2 separate regions of the Sus scrofa genome follow, and region 2 is linked to region 1. The links are chromatin contacts, called in public Hi-C maps. All regions are on one chromosome and are shown on one strand. Each heading gives the region's core, a stretch centred on a gene start, on an enhancer-like site or on the middle of the called end of the contact. The rest is flanking DNA. Distances are from core to core; before and after follow the strand shown.

Region 1 (7,300 bases), core at 1,716-4,215:
CGGCCCAGGGGCAAGGAGGAAAGGCATCAAAACACTGGACCAGGGAGTTCCCAGGGTCGTGGCGCAGCGGAATGCATCCGACTAGGAACCACGAGGTTGCCGGTTCGATCCCTGGCCTCACTCAGCGGGTGAAGGATCCGGCATTGCCGTGAGCCGTGGTGTAGGTCGCAGACGCGGCTCGGAGCCCGTGTTGCTGTGGCTGTGGTGGAGGCCAGTGGCTACAGCTCCGATTCGACCCCTAGCCTGGGAACCTCCAGGCAGGTGCAGCCCTAAAAGGACAAAAAAACAAAAAACAAACAAAAGCACCTGGAGCAGCCATCTCGGTCCAAGCTAAGCACACAGGATATTATCAGTTGTGTATCTCTCCGTCCGTCAGACTAAGAGATGGGAAACCCAATCTCAAGCAAGATCTTCCAACCCAGAGCTAAAGCAGGGCGTCCCACAGACCCAACGCCGACATGCAGGCCCACTGCCACATGCACATCTTCCCAGGCCGGGACCTCAACAAGGAACCTGAGCTCAGGCAAGCCGGTTCTGCACCCAACAGCTCAATGGACACTGTCAACACTCACGGGCACCCGGATCCCTTGTACAGGCTCTTAACGTGATGACGGATGCTCTGAAAAGCAGGGTGTCAATGATGCCTCTTAAAGACCTCTGGGCTTAAACATGTATCCACGCTTGAACAGCCACTTTACGAATGTCCGCAAGTGTGAGAAGTCAGCAACACACAAAAACTAGCAGATCAGCATTTTAGGAATTTCCTATTCCTAAGTCAAAAATTTACAAGTAGGAGTTCCTGTCGTGGCTCAGTGGAAACAAATCTGACTAGCATCCATGAGGACACAGGTTCGATCCCTGGCCTTGCTCAGTGGGTTAAGGATCCGGCGTTGCTGCGAGCCGCGGTGTAGGTTGCACATGTGGCTCGGATCTGATGTGGCTGTGGCTGGCAGCTGCAGCTCTGATGTGACCCCTAACCTGGGAACCTCCATATGCTGCCGGTGTGGCCCTAAAAAAAATAATAATAATAAAGGCAAAAATAAAAAAAATTACAAGTGAACGTCGGTAATCAATTTGCATGTATTTGGGTTAATACCAGAACACACACAGCCCTGCTGCTGTCTCCACCTAAACTTTCCTAAGCGCTGGGAGGGAGGGACTGGAGGGTGAGGGCCACCTCCTCCTAGCGCAGCCACAGCCCCGGGGGGCTGGGCAGGACCCCCTGCCCCACTGCACTGTGCCTTCCCAACACCTGCCCCACAGGCGAGGAGGTGGCCCTGAGGCAGTTCTGCTCAGGCTTCCTCAAGTCTGCATGCACCATGGTGCTCCGAGGCTCATTCCCCTCCCTCTGGGCTTCCTCTCTTTCCCTTCTGCACAGAAGGAACAGCAGTGAAATTTTTTGGCATTCGGCGTCTCCCAAACAACGAGTCTATGGAGAACATATGCCAACCACACACAGTAAAGTAACTGCGCTCAAAATAGACGTCTGGAACATGATCCCTAAGCGTCCAGGTGCCCCGTGGCAGACCCAAGGAGCGAATTACTTCAGCCCGACCAGACCTGGGCCCTCCGCTGGGGGAACGGCGGGCACGTCTGCGGAGGGCACTTCCATCGGGCAGCCTGGGGGCATGTCCCCAGGCCAGGCGCTCCCCTCGACTTAGGAAAATATCCAGCTTGTGTGGCCTGAGACGTCAGGGAAGACACTAAATCCCGGAATTAGAACCTCTCTCAAGGGGAAAGAGGCGCTTCGGCGAAATTCGACCAGAGGTGAGGGCAGAAGTCAAGCACGAGAGGACGCGGACCCCGGCCTTAAGTGCCCTCCGCGACCCCCGCGCACGGAGCCCGGCTCCCACGCTGCGAGTTACCTGCTCTGCCCCGTAGACGGTGGCGAACTGGACGAAGTCCGCGATGCGGACGAAGCCGTCTCCATCCCCGTCCAGGGCTTCGAACACGGCTCGGAGCCGGGGGGCGTCCTCCGGACACCCCGCGGGCTCGCTCGTTAAGGGGCGGGTCTGGCTGAAGTCCGAGGGCCGGTCCGGGTCCCCGGGACCCAGCTCCAGCGCCGGCTCGCCGACCTCGGGCGAGGGGAAGGGGGGGAAGAAGTCGACCTCGCCCCGCAGGTGGTGGCTGCGGCTGAAATCCTGCGCGCGGGCTGTCGCGCTGTGCGGGCAGCTTGGGGGGCCGTCACCCTCCGGCTCAGCGGTCCAGGAATAAAGCGGGCCTAGTTCCGACAGCGGCGGGTCGGGGTCGGGGTCGGGGTCGGGATCGGAGTCGGGGTCCGGGTCTGGGGCCCGGCCAAGGCGCTGAGGCCTCCGCTCCGGCCCCGGGCCCCGTCCGGCCTCCGGGCCGGCTTCGGGGTCTTGCGGGCCGAGCCCCAGGTGGAGGGCGGGAGCGGAGGGCGCGCCGGGCCCGCCGGGGTCTGGGTCGGGGCCCGGGCCGCCCGAGGGGGAGGCCGGCCGGCCCGGCTCCATCTTCATGGGCGCGCCCCCGGCCGCGGCGCAGGCCCGCGAGGCCAGTGGAACGGCGGGCGGCGCGGGCGGCAGACAAAGGCGCTCAGGGCGCGGCGGCGGGCGCGGGCATCCCCGCGGCGACGCGGGCGGGCGCGCGCGGGGCGCCCGGGCTGCTCGGGCTGGCGCTCGGGCCCTGCTCCGCCCTCGCCCATCTTCGCGCCGCGCCTCAGCTGTCCTCGGCCCTGCGGCGCGGCGGGCGCGGGCCCATGGCGGCGGCGGCGGCGGCGGCGGGTGGCACAAGGAAGCCGAGGGTGAGGACGAGGAGGGGAGGCTAAGGAGCGGGTCGCCGAGGAGGGGGATCTGGAGAATCAGGACCCTAAACAGGAGGACGGCGCGCAGGAGGACGCTGAGGGGAACACGGTTGAGGAGGACGAGGAGGTGTCCGCGGTACCCGAGCTCACGCCGCCGCCCTCGCCCCGCCCTCTGTCGGCCTGACGTCATCACGTCGCGCCGCCATCTGGCTCCGCCCCTCGCCGGGCTGCTATAAAGGCAGGCAGCCGCGCTGCGAAGCTGTGGGGCTGTATGTGGGTCTCCCTTCCTCTGCGGCACCGGGAGGCTGGGTGTAAAGGGGGCGAATGCGCTGGAAGGCAGCAACCCCGGGCGTGACGTCATGCACCCCCACACGCAACGCGGATGACTGCGTCTTGCCTGCATAAAGAGCTCCCTCAAATTGATAAGCAACGGATGCGATCCAACCGGGCGAGCGAAGTGCGCGTGACATCCTCCTCCCGCAACCGTGGCTCGCAGTCCCGGCCTGAGTGTGGAAGGGCCCTGAACATGCGGTCCCTCACTTGTGACCCAAGGAACGGGTGGCCCAACGCAGAGGCCTTTTTTAAAAATCTCGGACAGGAGTTCCCGTCGTGGCGCAGTGGTTAACGCATCCGACTAGAAACCATGAGGTTGCGGGTTCGGTCCCTGCCCTCGATCAGCGGGTTAAGGATCCGGTGTCAAGGTTGCAGACGCGGCTCGGATCCCGCGTTGCTGTGGCTGTGGCGTAGGCCGGCGGCTACAGCTCCGATTCGACCCCTAGTCTGGGAACCTCCATATGCTGCAGCTCCAATTAGACCCCTAGTCTGGGAACCTCCATATGCCACGGGTGCAACTGTAAAAAGAGAAAAAAAATTCACAGAATTGTATCACCAGAGAATGAATTTCACTGCGTGTAAATTATACCTTAGTAAAAAAATAATTTTTTAAAAAAATTATCCCTGTGTTTTCTTTTTCTTGTTTTCCTTATGTCCTCTGCCTTCCTCATGTCTTTAGAAAACACTAGCCCCCTAGGCCTTCCCCGAGTTCCAAAGAGTAAATTTAATTAGAAAAGTGAAAAAAAAATGTAGAAAGAAAGGAAAAGAGTCAAGCAGCAGACAGACAGAACAGTCAAGGAGCCTTAGTTAGCTCCTCCTCAAGGGGGCTATAGATCACTTTTTTTTTTTAGGGCCACACCTACAAACCCACGTCCTCATGGACAGTAGTCGGGTTCAATACCCCTAAGCCACAAGGGGAACTCCGATAGATCATCTTCCGAGCTGTTTTTTTGGGTTTTTTTTTTTTTTTGTCCTTTTGCCTTTTCTACAGCCTTACCCTGAATCATATGGAGGTTCTCGGGCTAGGGGTCTAATTGGAGCTGCAGGCCAAGCCTACACCAGAACCACAGCAACTCAGGATGCAACCCACACCACAGCTCACAGCAACGCCGGATCCTTAACCCACTGAGCAAGGCCAGGGATCGAACCCGAAACCTCGTGGATTCTTCGTCGGATTCGTTAACCACTGAGCCATGACAGGAACTCCCTTCAGACCTGTTTTGCAGAGGCTGAAACCCCACCAGGTGAAGAAGTTAAGTATATGGAGCCCACCAGCTCCTAGTCCCCAGACCAGCTGGAACGGAAGCCTGAGGATGCTGACTTGATTTCATCACCACCAGTCAATCATCAGAATATCCTCGAGCTGATCACGTGCCCCCTCCCTCACCCTGCCTTTAAAAGCCTTTTCCTGGAGTTCCCGTCGTGGCGCAGTGGTTAACGAATCCGACTAGGAACCATGAGGTTGCGGGTTCGGTCCCTGCCCTTGCTCAGTGGGTTAAGGATCCGGCATTGCCGTGAGCTGTGGTGTCGGTTGCAGACGCGGCTCGGATCCCAAGTTGCTGTGGCTCTGGCGTAGGCCGGTGGCTACAGCTCCGATTCAACCCCTAGCCTGGGAACCTCCATATGCCGCAGGGGCGGCCCAAGAAATAGCAAAAAAAAGAAGACAAAAAAAAAAAAAGCCTTTTCCTGAAAGCCTTTGGGAGGCTTGGGTCTTTGAGCCCCAGCCACCTGGACTCCTGGCTTGGCGCCTGCAGTAAACACTGCCCTTTCCTTCCTCACGACCTGGAGTCAGTCAAGTGGATTTGCTGCAGGCGTGCGGGCAGACCCAGGATTGGTTGGGTGACATCGCACTGGGGGGAGTTAGGGCTTCAACATATCAATTTGAGGGGACGTGACTCAGCCCATAGCAACTGGAAAGAGATATTTGAAACAGATGTAGCTGATAATGCATGTATTTCCACAATACACAAGAATTCTCCAAAGAACAGTGAAAGCACATCATGCGGTAGAAAAATGAGCAATAAACATGAATAAGCAGTTCCACAGGCAGAGACTCAATTGGCCAATAAACACGTTAAAAAGATGCTTAAGCCCACTGGTAGCCAAGGGAATGACCAAGGCTCGCATTGGACATCAAGTGGTAAAAATTTAAGCCAATACCACCAAGCATTCACAGGAATGATTCACCTGGAGGGCCGTGTCCCCCTCATTCTTACTGGGCACTTCTTTGTTGTCGTTTTTAGGGCCACATCTGCAGCATACGGAGGTTCCCTGGCTAGGGGTCTAATCGGAGCTACAGCTGCCGGCCTACACCGCAGCCACAGCCACGCAGGATCTGAGGCGTGTCTGCGACCTACACCACAGCTCATGGTAGTGCCGGATCCTGAACCCACTGAGCTAGGCCAGGGATCGAACCTGCATCCTCGTGGACCCTCGTCAGGTCCATTAACTGCTGAGCCACAACAGGAACTCCATTACCCGGCATTTCTGCTTCTCCACCATCAAATCCACTCGGAGGCAGGAAAGGGATGTTGGAGGCGGCATTGGTTTTCCTAGTTCCATGAAGAGGCTGCTGCGTGGGACATTATGAGCAGACTCAGCGGATGAACCGACATGGTGCCCATTTGCGTGGGCTGATGGCGACAAGCTGCGTGGCAAAGCGAGCTCCGGAACGGAGACCGTGTAATGCCGTCTTAGCAAAGTTTACAAACACTGCATCAGAGTTCCCCAGTGGAACAGCGGGTCAAGGATCCGGCCTTGTCACTGCTGGTCTGGCACGGGTTCGATCCCCAGCCCGGGAGCGTCTGCATGCCGCTGGCAGAGCCAAATGAATAAATAAACGAACCATCGATACAGGTATGGTTTTTAAACATCTTCATTTGCAGTAAAAAATACGAAAACAAGAGTGGGAAGGGGGAGGAGGCGACAGAGGAGGAAAGTGGTGAAAGGGAGCAGGACCTGAGCATTTACTTCCTTAAAAGACAGATGGACTGGGGACAGACAGGACAAAATACCTACACCTGGTAAACCTGGCTGGTGAGAACGTGGGTACGGTTCTTCAGAAAGTTTAAGAATTTCGGGAGTTCCCATCATGGCGCAGTGGTTAACGAATCCGACTAAGAACCACGAGGTTGCGGGTTCGGTCAGTGCCCTTGCTCAGTGGGTTAAGGATCCGGCATTGCCGTGACCTGTTGTGTAGGTTGCAGACACAGTTCAGATCCTGAGTTGCTGTGGCTCTGGTGTAGGCTGGCCGCTACAGCTCTGACTCGACCCCTAGCCTGGGAACCTCCACATGCTGTGAGTGCAGCTCTAAAAAGCAACAACAAATTCATAATTTTCATAATTAAACACTTTGAATTTAATTTTTCAATTTTATGGCCACAGATGGAAGTGCCGGGGCCATGGATTGAATCCAAGCCACAGCTACAGCAATGCTAGATCCTTAACCCACCTTGCTGGGCCAGGGATCAAACCTGTGTCCCACGGCTCCAGAGACGCTGTTGATCCCATTGGGTCACAGCAGGAACTCCTGCAGTTGGAGTCTTAATCCACTGTGCCATGGCAGGAACTCCTCAATGCCTTCTAAATTTAATGAGTAAATCCTCTACCCAGGAGTTCCCATCGTGGAGCAGCAGAAACAAATCCAACTAGGAACCACGTTTCTGGTTCGAACCCTGGCCTCGCTCAATGGGTTAAGGATCTGACATTGCTGTGAGCTGTGGCATAGGTTGCAAATTTGGTTCAGATCCTGTGTTGCTGTGGCTGTGGTGTAGGCTGGCAGCTGCAGCTCCAATCTGACCCTTAGCCTGGGAACCTTCATACACGGTGGGTAGGGCCCTAAAAAGCAAAATTAATTAATTAATTAATTAATTAAATCCTCTACCCAGAGTCACAAAGATATCCAGTCTACTGATGGTTTTTCCTTTCACAAGTATGTCTTCGAGCCATTTGGAGAGGGTTGGTTGGTTGGTTTCTGTCTTTTTGTCTTTTTGAGGGCTGACTCCGCAGCACATGGAGGTTCCCGGCTAGGGGTCCACTCAGAGCTGTAGCTGCCAGCCTGCGCCACAGCCACAGCAGCGCCAGGTCTTTAACCCACTGAGCGAGGCCAGGGGTCGAACCCACGTCCTCACGGACGTTTGTTAGATTCGCTTCCGCTGAGCCAGGATGAGAACTCCTGGCGGTTTTTTACTGTGATCTGAAATAGGC
Region 2 (6,548 bases), core at 3,787-6,286, 45 kb after region 1:
GGCCCTGTTCAGATTTCGGCCTGGGGCCCAGCCCAGCCCACTGGGAGCGATGCCACTCCAGCCTTTCTGCGCCGACTTTGGCACAGAGACAGGGTCAGGGTGGCCTTTTGGGCAGCAAAGCGACCCCAGACTAGCCTCCGTCTGAGGAACGGGAGGCCCGCCCAGGGCTGCGCCTGAGCCAGTGGGGCCGCAGGTGGGGTCAAAGGCTGGGTGTCCCAGGACTGGAGGGGCCGCGGGAGCCGCAGAGGCCAGAGCCTGATGCGGCCTGGCCTCCCTTCCAGACCGAGATTGCCAACCGCACCTCGGTGGGGGTCTGCGTGACTGCCGCCTCGCCCTTCCTCGGCTTCAACACTTCGCTCAACTGCAGCACAGGTAAGGCAGGTGCGTTGGGGCCGGGGAGCTGGTGGACCCTCCCACCAGCCCTGACCGCCCCCTCCCCTGCAGCCTTCTTCCAGGGCTACCCCTTGTCTCTGAGTGCCTCGTCTCGCAAGGCCAACCTCATCGTGCCCTACCCAGAGACAGACAACTGGTATCTCTCCCTGCAGCTCATGTGCCCTGAGAGTCCTGAGTAAGTCCGCTTGGGGGCAGGCAGCCAAGGGGTTGCCCTCAGGACCCTGGACGGGGCTGTCCGCATTATCCTAGTTTGGGAGTGACTCAATTCCGGGTGAGCCATGCGGGCCAGATGCCTCCACATCTGGCCATCCCTGCCAGGCAGCTCTGGGAGCCGGGACACTGCCCCCCAGACTGGTCCTTGAGCTGGCCATCTTGGCCTCCCAGAGCCCCTGGCTGCCCCCAGGGCTCATACGTCCAGGTTCTGGGCTCATATGTCCAGGACCCTGGTGGGAACGGTGCTGGGGACTGGCCCGCAGGCGGCGGGCATGGCAGCCAGCCTTCCCGTGGCCCCTTCCTCGCAGGGAGTGTGAGCAGGCCTCGGTCCTTGTGGAGACCAGCTTCTACTTGGTGCCCTGTCTGGACGACTGCGGACCCTACGGCCAGTGCCTCCTGCTGCGCAGACACGGCTACCTTTATGCGGGCTGCAGCTGCAAAGCAGGTGAGGTCCAGTCCTGGTGTCTCCCCGTACTCATGCCTTCCTCTGGGAGCCCAGCCCACCTCTGCCAGGGTTCGGAAGCACCCCCGAAGAACAGGGGCAAAGGCCGCCTTCCACATGGGTACCGAGCTCCCACATGGGTACCAAGAGGTGCCCCCAGAGATGGTACTACCTTCCGACCTTGGCCTCCCCTGCTCACGCTTGCCCTTACCTGCCCTCACCTGCCCTCACCTGCCCACACCTGCCCTCACCTGCCCTCACCTGCTCACAACTGCCCTCACCTGCCCACACCTGCCCTCACCTGCCCTCATCTCCTCACACCTGCCCTCACCTGCTCACACCTGCCCTCACCTGCTCACACCTGCCCTTACCTGCCTACACCTGCCCTCACCTGCTCACACCTGCCCTCATCTCCTCACACCTGCCCTTACTTGCCTACACCTGTCCTTACCTGCCTATACCTGCCCTTCCCTGCCCACACCTGCCCTTCCCTGCCCATACCTGTCTCTTACCTGCCCACATTGGCCTACACCCACCATCATGTGCCCCACACCTGTTCCGCCTCTGTTTCACAGCTGCCCCTACTAGCCCCACACCTGTCCCATTCCTGCCTGCACCTGCTCAGGCCTGCCCACACCTGGCCTCACCTGCCCATACCCGTGCCTCCTTTTCTCTGCCCACACTGGCCTCCACCACCCACACCAATGCGCACCTGTTCCAGCCTGCTCTGGGGTGAGGAAGGGGCTTCTCTGCAGGGCCCTGGGCGAGGGGTGGAGCCTCAGCCCTGCAGCGTCACCTTGGCCCACAGGCTGGCGCGGGTGGAGCTGCACAGACAACAGCACAGCACAGACCTTGGCCCAGCAGAGGGTGGCCGCCCTCTTGCTCACGCTCAGCAACCTCATGTTCCTGGCTCCCATTGCCGTCTCCGTGCACCGCTCCCTCCTGGTGGAGGCCGCTGTCTACACCTACACCATGTTCTTCTCCACGGTAGCCCTGCCCTGCTCCCCGGGGTGGGTGGGCTTGGGGGGAGGGCTGCCTGCCACTCATCGCCCTGCCCTGCAGTTCTACCATGCTTGCGACCAGCCAGGGGATGCCGTGCTGTGTATCCTCAACTATGACACGCTGCAGTACTGTGACTTCCTGGGCTCTGGGGTGTCCGTCTGGGTCACCGTGCTCTGCATGGCGAGACTGAAGGCAGCCCCGAAATACGTAAGTGGCCTCCTGACCTTCTGGCTCTGGGGGAGCGGCGGCCCCCTGTGCACAGCATGTGGAGGGGGAGACTGAAAGGGGGTTCAGCTGCTGCCCTGAGAAGCCTCTGGTTTTGACCAGTCCTTATGGGTGGAGGCTGCCTCTGGGAACCGTGCTGGCTGCCTGGAGGATGCCAGGAAGGGAAAGGTGAGACAGGCAAGGCCCATTCACAGAGGAGGCCTGGGGAGTTCCCTGGTGGTCTAGTGGTTAGGATTCGATGCTTTCACCGTTGCAGCCCAGCTTTAATCCTCGTCTGGGGACCGAGATCCTGCGTTAAGCCACTGCACACTGCAGTCAAAACAAAAAACCCTCTTCGGAGTTCCCGTTGTGGCTCAGTGGTAATGAACCCAGCTAGTATCCGTGAGGATGTGGGTTCGATCCCTGGCCTCACTCAGTGGGTTGAAAGACCCAGCATTGCCGTGAGCTATGGTATAGGTCATAGACACAGCTCGGATCCAGTGATCCCTGGCCTGGGAACTTCCACATGCTGCGGATGCCACCCTAAAAAGCAAAAAAGAAAAGAAAGAAGGCCTGGCCTCCAGCCCTGGGCCTGCCTCCCTGAGAAGCCCCCAGCTGTGCCGTCGGAGTCCCTGAGGCCGAGGACCCTTTGGGGGCATTTCCGCTGTAGCTGGGCCAGCCTGATGGAAACGCGTGTCCTGGTGCCCTGCCTGCCAAGGTCGTGCCTCAGACAGAAATTCGCCTGTGGACAGCCTTGGGGGATGGATGGATCCCAGCCATGCGGGGGCTTGGGGAGGGGCAGACTTCGCCTGCTCTGCCAGCTGGGCACGGGGGCAGTGGGATGGCGGCAGGGCCACTCCACCTGCTCCCGCTGAGCCGTGTGCCGTCCGCCTGGCTCCCACAACCTTGCGGCCTTCCCTTTGTGTCACCCAGGTTCTGTTTCTCCTGGGCACCCTGGTCTTCGCCATGTCCTTGCAGCTGGACCGCAGGGCCGCCTGGAACATGCTGGGGCCGTGCCTCTTTGCCATCGTGGTTATGGTCACCATGTGGGTAAGTGGCTGGGGCAGGGCTGTGGTGCCGCCCAGACGCCGTGCCCTGGCAATCGGGATACATGATCCATAGAGGAGGACAGGGCCTGGTCCCGCCTTCGGGCCATGGTCCGGGTCCTGGGCCCGAACCCTCTGCATCTGCGGAGGGCCCCCTGTGGTTTCATGCCTGAGGCCTGGGGACCCTCAGGTCTTTGTGCGCTTGAACCCCCACCAAGCAGCCCACGCTCCCAGACCTGGGCGAGCCCTTGGCAGCCCTGGTTGCAGCCCCTGCGCCGACACGCAAGTGCTTTCCTCCAGGTGTACCGCTGCGGGCGCCGACGCCGCTGCTACCCGCCCTCCTGGCAGCGCTGGGTCTTCTACCTCCTGCCTGGCATCGCCATGGCCTCTGTGGCCATTGCCATCTACACCGCCATGATGACCAGCGACAACTATTACTACACCCACAGCATCTGGCACATGCTGCTGGCTGGCAGCGCTGCGTTCCTGCTGCCACCAAGGGACCAACACACCGAGCCCTGGGCCTGCTCCCAGAAGCTCACCTGCCACTATGATATCTGCAGGAACCGCCAGGAAGAGCTGTACACAGTGACATGACGTGGCCCGCTTGGGGACACCTGCGGCTTTGATGATTTCTCCGGCCAGGGGCAGGACCAGGGGAGAGGTACCCTGTCCAGATGGATTTCCAGCCGAATAAAATTGCACTGCTGTGCTCTCACTTCCTCCTCCTCCGGAGGCAAGGCCACACCCCCAGCTCCCTTATGCCTACTGGCTGCCAGCTACCCGGTCCCTCTGCAGGGCCCAGCGGGTGTCTGCAGTGGCTCCTGAGGCCTGGCCCTGGCTGCCTGGAGACCACAGGTACCAAGTGGGGAAGCCCCTGTGGTCTGCTGGCCTGGAGATGGTTGGAGGGAAACGTAGAGTAAGATGGCTGTGTCGCCCTGTTCCTGTGTGAGGCTGTGCTCTGGCACTTAGGCTGGTAGCTGTGCCGCCGCGTGGCTCCTTGACCCCTTGTGCCCCAGCAGGATGCCCCCTGCTGATGCATTTGCCACGGGAAGGGGCGATCGTGCCAAGGGAGCTGATGGCACTGGGTGGCCTAAGGGCTAGCTGCCACGAGGGCATGGGGAAGGCTGGCTTCTGGCTGGCTGGCCACCCCTACCCCTTCACGTTGGCTCCAAAACTGGGAGGCCTTCGTGGAGAGGAGGCTCCAAGATGCTCTGGGAGTGCTGGGCTCCCAGGGCACACCTTGTCCCAACTCTACCCCACTGCCCTCTGGGTTCCTGGGCCCTTGTCTAGTGAGCATCTCCTTGAGAAGAGAAGGGGACGGCGGCCACCCTGACCTCGCTCAAACACGTGTCTGCAGAGGGGGCTCCTGGGGACCTGGCCTAACCTCTCTCGTGGTGAAAGCAGGGTAAGGGCTGCTGACCACCCCAGGAGGCCCTCCCTAAGGTAGGCTGCGGGGGGCCACTGTCAGTGTGAGGGTGCTGAGCCCAGGGTGGGTGGGGGCCCGCAGCCCTCTCACCTCTGGACCTGGCATCTTGCCTTCCGAGTCCCATCCAGGATATGGCCTCCCGGGAGGCTTCCCACACCCGCAGTTACCCAGCACTTGGCCACCGTAGCATTCTCCAGGCTTGTAATGGGGAAATATTTATATAAGGTATTTCGGGGGGGGATTTTTTCAGACATTGAAGACATTTTTCTGTAGCTCTGATTTCACTGTGATTGATGAATTTAATATTCTACACTGATGTTTCAAGGTAAAAAGAGTCTTTGCATTGCTTTCTGCGCTCGTTCTGGGAGGAGGGAAGGTGGCCAAGCCTCTGGAAACGGGCCCATTCTTGCCGGCCCCACACTTGCCGACGATCCCTGGGGCTGCCACCATCTCTGCAGGAAGTTTTCCACGGTCCCTAAGGACCAAAGAGGGGGCGGGACGAGCTGGGTAGACGGACTGGCTTGCAGCCAATCAGCGGCGGTTGGAGAGCAGGGTGCCGCGGCACGACTTCCGTTTCCGGCGAGGCCCTGGGCTCCGGAGGCTGGCGCGGCTGATCCTGGCTTGCAGTGGGAGTCACGCGGCTTTGCGCGCGGGGCCGGGGTGAGGGTGTTGTCCCACGTCCGGCCGCCGCGCGTGACCGCGGTCCCTGCCTCCCGCCAGCCTCGCCGCGATGCCCTTGCACAAGGTCCCTGTCGGCCTGTGGAAGCAGCTCCGGCTGTGGGAGGGCATCTATTCCCGCCTGCCCCGGCACTACCTGCGCTCCCTGGAGGAGGCGCGGACGCCCACTCCCGTGCACTACAGGCCTCACGGGGCCAAGTTCAAGATCAACCCCAAGAACTGGCAGCGGGAGCGCGTGGAGGACGTGCCCATTCCGGTTCACTACCCCCCGGAGTCCCAGCTGGGGCTGTGGGGCGGCGAGGGCTGGGTGCTGGGTCACAGATACGTCAACAACGACAAGGTGAGCGAGCAGGACGGGCTGGCGCGGTACCTCCCGGGCCTTGCCGCCCGGCTCCGGCTGGGGTCTGGAGGTACCTGGAGAGGAAGGGGACTCTGCTCGGGAGGAGGGCTTACGGCCCGGCGGACACAGCTCCTTTCAGGATGGGGAGGAGGCCTGAGTCTTGAGAGGGGGTGGGGGGCGAGGCCTAAGGAGACCTGTCGGCTTCACCCTCACCCCCACCTATCCTGACACCGGCAAGGCTGGCACTGCCCTGCCCCCTTTAGAATGGTCGAGAGACTAACCCGGGGGGCAGATCACCCCAGTCCGCCCCTGATGCCCCCAGTGCCTTGCTGCCTCTGATGGGGAACCTGGAGGAGCTGCCGAGCCCTCGGGGTGGGGATTTGTGTCTTTGATGTCTCCTTGGCCTTTGGGCCCTTAGGCTCTGGTTTGGACCGTGAAACCCCGTGGACCCTGCAGTTACGGTTGTGTGTGACCCTGCCACCTCGGCAGGGTCGGGGGAGAAGCGGACCTCTGGGCAGCCAGGCCCCCGAGTGGAGGCTGACAGGTGCAGCTCCCCGGCCCGATGTCACCAAGCCTCTTGCTCCCTCAGCTCTCCAAGAGAGTGAGGAAGGTGTGGAAGCCGCAGCTGTTCCAGCGCGAGCTCTACAGTGAGATCCTGGACAAGCGGTTCACCGTGACCGTGACCATGCGCACCCTGGACCTCATCGACCAGGCCTGCGGCTTCGACTTCTACATCCTCAAGGCAAGGACAGCGGGGTCCCCACTGAGATGTCATCGGCACCCTGTCCCCCCGACCCCCAC

What was found. Hi-C and Micro-C count contacts between places; a contact is called where the count stands out from the background.
Region 2: a contact with region 1 is called in a Hi-C map of skeletal muscle, with 6 times the contacts expected there. The contact joins the promoter of MRPL28 here to the promoter of RAB11FIP3 in region 1. A contact is called at or near these places in 1 of 5 promoter capture datasets (fetal liver) and 6 of 47 Hi-C or Micro-C datasets (epiblast stem cells, fetal liver, liver and 2 more).

The regions. Positions count from the first base shown.
Region 1 is chr3:41,282,033-41,289,332 of Sscrofa11.1, forward strand. It overlaps RAB11FIP3 (rab11 family-interacting protein 3), which reads right to left and starts at 2,966. Exons shown (of 14, transcript XM_021086921.1): 1 at 1,866-2,966. The coding sequence starts at 2,951.
Region 2 is chr3:41,325,376-41,331,923 of Sscrofa11.1, forward strand. MRPL28 (39S ribosomal protein L28, mitochondrial) reads left to right here and starts at 5,037. Exons shown (of 5, transcript XM_005655127.3): 1 at 5,037-5,747; 2 at 6,337-6,489. The coding sequence starts at 5,460. It overlaps TMEM8A (transmembrane protein 8A), which reads left to right. Exons shown (of 12, transcript XR_002342470.1): 7 at 282-372; 8 at 445-568; 9 at 915-2,972; 10 at 3,188-3,304; 11 at 3,601-4,708; 12 at 4,980-5,055.